2 separate regions of the Macaca fascicularis genome follow, and region 1 is linked to region 2. Evidence: chromatin contacts called from public Hi-C data. All regions are on one chromosome and are shown on one strand. Each heading gives the region's core, a stretch centred on a gene start, on an enhancer-like site or on the middle of the called end of the contact. The rest is flanking DNA. Distances are from core to core; before and after follow the strand shown.

Evidence for each region. A called contact is a pair of places that touch in the nucleus more often than the background predicts.
Region 1: a Hi-C map of liver shows a contact between it and region 2, with 2.1 times the contacts expected there. The contact joins the enhancer-like site here to the promoter of SLC38A2 in region 2. A contact is called at or near these places in 2 of 2 Hi-C or Micro-C datasets (liver and skeletal muscle).

Annotation. Positions count from the first base shown.
Region 1 is chr11:53,185,131-53,187,830 of T2T-MFA8v1.1, forward strand. The region is part of intron 1 of LOC102119077 (a long non-coding RNA gene); the gene reads right to left. All of the region lies in intron 1 of LOC102118825 (a long non-coding RNA gene), which reads left to right. Among named protein-coding and RNA genes, the nearest start is that of SLC38A2, 98 kb to the left of the region's middle. Within about 2 kb of position 1,346, at least 3 of the 6 cell types and tissues checked have an H3K27ac peak or open chromatin away from gene starts, as enhancers often do. A contact at or near this core is called in liver, where this site is marked.
Region 2 is chr11:53,086,706-53,089,405 of T2T-MFA8v1.1, forward strand. It overlaps SLC38A2 (solute carrier family 38 member 2), which reads right to left and starts at 1,354. Exons shown (of 15, transcript XM_074006681.1): 1 at 1,066-1,354.

The DNA.
Region 1 (2,700 bases), core at 96-2,595, 98 kb after region 2:
CAAGCATTGAGCTCGCCCTGGAGGCACAGAGGCAGACAATCGTGATTGTGCAGAATCAGTTGGAACAAGGTTATCTGGATGGTGGCAAGGGAGACAGAATGAGAGGAAACAGAGGATTTGCACATAATTGATACTTTCAGTTAGATTAAAAAATACATTTGAAGTTTGGGATTCAGCATCCCAAATCTAGAATATGGGACCAGGAAGGCCTGTGCCTGCTTTATAAAGATCATTGATAGATTGTTACCGTGGGGCCCATGGGAGGATCAGCAGGAGGGGAAGCCACACAAAAATAGAAAAGAGAAAAAAATGGCCCCAAAGTATGTATATAATTGCAGTTTTACACTTAAAAATTTTTTCTATATATGCAAAGAAGGTATATTTTAAAAAGGATTAGTGATTGTTAGAGCCAGAAGTGACTTTAGGAATACTTGGATTTAGAAATTTTCTAACTTTGGCGTACATCAGAATCTCTTGGGGGTTTGTTAAAATAAATACCAATGCACAGATCCTAACCTGATGGCCAAGACCTGCTTTCCTAGGTAACCCTAAAATATACTGAGGTTTGAAAACCACTTATTAGTCCAGTTTTTATTTTACAAAGAATAAAACTGGCATCCAGAGGGTTTAATATACTCACCCACGAACATATCAATTCCCTTCCTAGTTTAATCTCTATTGGCTGTGTGCCCAGACAGGAAAAAAAAAAATGCATCCACTTTGGGAGGTGTCCAGAGATAATTTTTTTTTCTGTCTTTTGATAGCAAAGAAAGGAAATGTACAAGCAAATTGGGAAAAAATTACTACATATGTACTTGTGAGTATAGCTGCTAGACATCAGGGAGCATAGATTCAAGTTGCCCTGGATATACACTCCCCATAGATGTCTTTTATGGCTATAAAATTTTGTGATAGATGAAACTATTAATAGATATTTTCTACTTTCTCATTTTTGCTTACAATTAAGAAAAAGATATTTATTTTTCAAACTATCCACACCAGGGATTATAGGGTGTTAGGCATAGTTAACTGAATTTCATCATCACCCCTAATATAGTTAAGTAGGCCAGGTTTATTGCTTTAGATGAGGAAGCGAAGAGAAGTGTCATACTTACCACATTAAGATATTAATACATTTATTAGAATTATATTGGAAATAGAAAGTTCCTGACACTCTCGTTAGTGCTGGGCCTACAGCCTCAGTTTTCACAAAAGATCTAGAGTTCAAGGTACCAAATTTTATCAAAATAAGTTTGGGTTTAAGTTCACCAACTCACCTGTAGCCTACTCGTCCTTTCTGGCAATGATTAACACTAATGTTTAATACATGTTCTAAAGTGTGTTCTTTAAACTCTCTTACCAAACAGAACTTCCTTTTTATGTAATGAGTCAGCTCTATGGGTATTTGTAGCCAGGGGAATTGCCTCTCCACTGGTGGAGATATGGAGCCCAGCTGCCAGGGTAAACAGCCACTTCCTAATGTAATTGCTCAGAAATGCTGGAGGAGAAAATGTAAGAAAAGAAATTGCTCTGTCTTATAAACAGTCAACTGTGTTTTACAATAGTGTACCAGCACTCCAAACCATTCATCAACTTGAGTAATGATGGCTGGATTTCACTGTTAGGTTTACTTGGTAGTCACATTAATCCTTCTCTTCTGCATGATGTGCCAGATTTCTTTGATGACAAACAGTCCACCAAGGGCCTAAATATGGTTTTAGGAGCAAGCTTTTAATCAGACTCAAACTTATCCGAGGCCATTTCGGCTTTCTCTCTTCTTGAGTGAGGCCAGAGGAAATACTTCTCAAGTTTGAGTCAGGACCATTTAGGGACTTCTTTCTTTATTTTAATTTTTCTAATGATATCATTACAAATTATTTTTTAAAATAGCAGTTAATTAAGATGGAAAATAAGCCAGAATCACATAATCATAGCCTGCAAAGCACCTCCTGGGTTCATACATCAGTGACTTGAATTGTTCCGTTCCTCTCTGCAGGAGCAATGGTGCTGTTGCCACTGCATGTGTGCTTTCTGTGCCCACAAGAATGTTAAGCGTTCATCCATAATTCATATTTATTTATTTTTTCTTTTTTGAGACAGAGTCTGGCTCTGTCGCCCAGGCTGGAGTGCGATGGCTTGGTGGAGGTTGGCTCACTGCAACCTCCACCTGCTGGGTTCCAGCAATCTTCCTGCCTCAAACACCTGGGTAGCTGGGACTATAGGCATGAGGCACCACGCTGAGCTAAGTTTTGTGTTTTTAGTAGAGACGGGGCTTCACCATGTTGGCCAGGCTTGTCTTGAACTCCTGACCTCAGGGGACCTGCCTGCCTTGGCCTTTCAAAGTGCTGAGATTACAGAGGGGAGCCACCGTGCCCAGCCCAGAATTAATATTTAGAGAAAAACTTTCGGAGGTGATTTCACCTGATCATTGATCAGCCTTCCCACAGTTTTATAGTGTTAAGTGAGCTTTATCTGTATGTGAGTTGGCGGTATCTTCATTTAGTTTGCTGTATATTGATATTTTTAACTTGTTAGCATCTGTTAAAAAATTCACAATGTGCACATACAATATGTTGAATACAAATATCCTTCTTTCTTTTATTTTCCAACCATCTTATTCCTTTCCCAATCACTGTTAATGGTTTCTCATATATACTTATGGGAGTATGTTGAATATTTACAATCATATGCATATATAAG
Region 2 (2,700 bases), core at 104-2,603:
AGGCGCAGCGCGGCTGATTCATCCCAGGCCAGGCGAGTGGAAAAGTACCAGCCGCGCGCGAGGGGCGGGGGCGCGCCAAGGGGCGGAAAAGTACAGACGGCTGAGCCGCGGAGAACAAAGATGATTCCACCGCTGTGCTGCGGCCGCCGAGGCCCCCTACTCCGGCAGATTTCAGTATTTCACCCTCTCTATTGTCCCCAGTCGGAGTGGAGGGGCCGAAGAGGGCTCTGTTTTGCTTTTTCCCAGCCGCTGCAAACGTGCACAGGCACTCAGGGCACACATGCAGCCCCGACCCTGGCTCGTGTGCATGCAACCTAGGCGCATGGCTTCCCGTTTCTAGCATTTGGAACAGCAATGCTGCGTAATCTGTCCTTTACTGCCTGGAGTCCCCACACCGGGAAATGCCTCGGCCGCACACAGCCTTCCCCAGAAGGAGGCGGAAAGGGCCGACACTACTCTCTCGAGGGGGGCGAACGCCTGGGCCCCGGGAGCTGGGGGTTTATTTACACACGCGCGCGCCAGTGCCCTTAAGCACACCCGTCCACAAGCAGCTGGCCCGCGAGTGCTTCGCCCGCTCAGCCCCTCCTATGTCTGGAAAGCAAACTGATGCAATATCGATCGTCGATATTGTCAAATGTTCTCAACTTGTCTTCCCCAATCTTGGCCTCTCCTATAATACATGCCCAAGCCCACCTCCGCCGCCCCCAGATTCCTGGTTCCCTGGACTTAATTTTTTTTTTTTTTTATTAAATGCAAATCAGTCACAAGACTTGCCGCAGCAGAGCCGCGGGCCAGGCTGGCTCCCCTCCCCCTAATGGGAAGATGCGGCTCCGCACCGGGCAGGCACGCGGCCCGGGCCCAGCGCCTGCTCTCCTGCCCACGTCGCGGGCGCGACCCCTGCGCGGCGGGCCAGGATGGAAGGCTGGCCAGGCCAACCGACAACGCCCGCCTCGAAAGGAAACGGACCCCGCGGTCGCCTTCCCGCGCGGCCCCTCCCGGAAGCCCCTCCCCCACTCTCGCCCGGGTCCCGCGCCCTCCCCACAGACACCCCCCCGCACGCGTTACCTCGGTGGTCTCTGTTCTTGTACCCTGGAAACCTCACGCAGACGTCTCCAGTGGGTTTCTCTCAGTCAAATACAAATCATAAAAAACAAACAAAAAATTTCCCCAAATCCAACAACAGGCAGGAAAAATAATTTTAATAAAAAAGGAAATGACAAACTGCCGCCCCAATCCTCCGGCGTCCGCCGTGTCAAAGGAAAGGCGCGAGTGTGCGGTAACGCGTGGTTGGGCTGCTGCTGCTGATAGCAGTACTGGAAAGGCGTTCACTAGGGCGGCGGCGTCGCGGGGCTCTGTAGCAGCCCTTTGAGCGGCGGGTTATAGCGGCACCCCGGGACGCGTCAGTGGGCGGGGCCGCGGCCGCCCGGGCGCCTTCTCTTTGTGTATCAACACCACCTGGGCCCCACCTCCGACCCGCCCAGCCCGAGGCCCCGCCTCCCTGCACCTCCCTCTGCGGCCCGCGCCCGCGGCCCAGCCCCGCCCGAGGGCGCCCCCAAGACTCTCCCGCAAAGCCAAAGCCCACTCTCTCCAGCTTCCTAGTCTGGAAAGACCCCCAGATGCTGCCGCTGCCTATCCTTTTCAGCCCGGGTTGGTGCTCAACACATGCGGTTGTCTTTGAGGAGCCATCTCCTTAAAATTTTCTCCTGTCCGATTCACCAGCAGTCCTTGCTTTGGGGGCACATATCAAGGCTTTTCGGGGACACCACCCTCCCACCAAACACTTTCTTGATTGTTATTTTTGTGATTTACAATGAGGTTTTGTCTCACAAACTTGGGCCAAGACAGCAACGTTGTCCTGATGGTTTGTTGTTGTTTCTTTTCCACCTAGACCTGCTTTCACTCTTCAAAACTAGCCCGAGGTCGGCTAGCAGCTCCTTTTCGGGATGACCTTTTTGTACGGCCATGGAAAACCAGACTAGCGGAAAGGCTACCTTTTGGCCAGCAAGCCAGACCCCTTAGAAGGAGGCCCCAGTAGGGAGCCCGGCGCTCCTAAGGCTGCTTGGGAGTCCCCAGTTTTCCATTCGCTGACACGTCGCTTCTCTTATCCCACCACCACCGCCCCCTGCAAGGGCACTGCCTTGTATGAATGCGGGTCTGAGGCGCTTTCTGCAGAGCCTGGTCCTTTCCCTTCAATGGTGATGTGGTCTTGCTGAGCCAGGCAACTAGGGGGGCCCCTTCACTGTGGAGAAAGTGGTGCTGCGGGAAAGGCAAGACTCACTCCCTTGCTGGAAACAAAGACCCCTTAGGAGAGAGAAATGTTCGTGGAATGAATGAACAAACAAGTTTGACCTACTGCTCTCTTCCTTATGGGGACGTGGGAGAAACTGGGCAGGGCACAAAGCAAAGGGCTGGGTGTGATCACAATTTTTGCTTTCAATATTTTACTGAGGAAATCTGTACAACTGCCTATTTCCGCCGCACATGAGGCTTCGGGTGCCCTCGCCTGCACCAGTGTTTATGATTGACAAGCGAGGGCCCGATTTCCCCCATCACACTCCTGTGTTCCCTACCCCAAACCTTCTAACCTTCTACTCCGCTCAGGCCAGTCTTTTTTTTTTTTTTTTTTTTTTTTGAGACAGAGTTTCGCTCTTTTTGCCCAGGCTGGAGTGCAATGGCGCGATCTCGGCTCACCGCAACCTC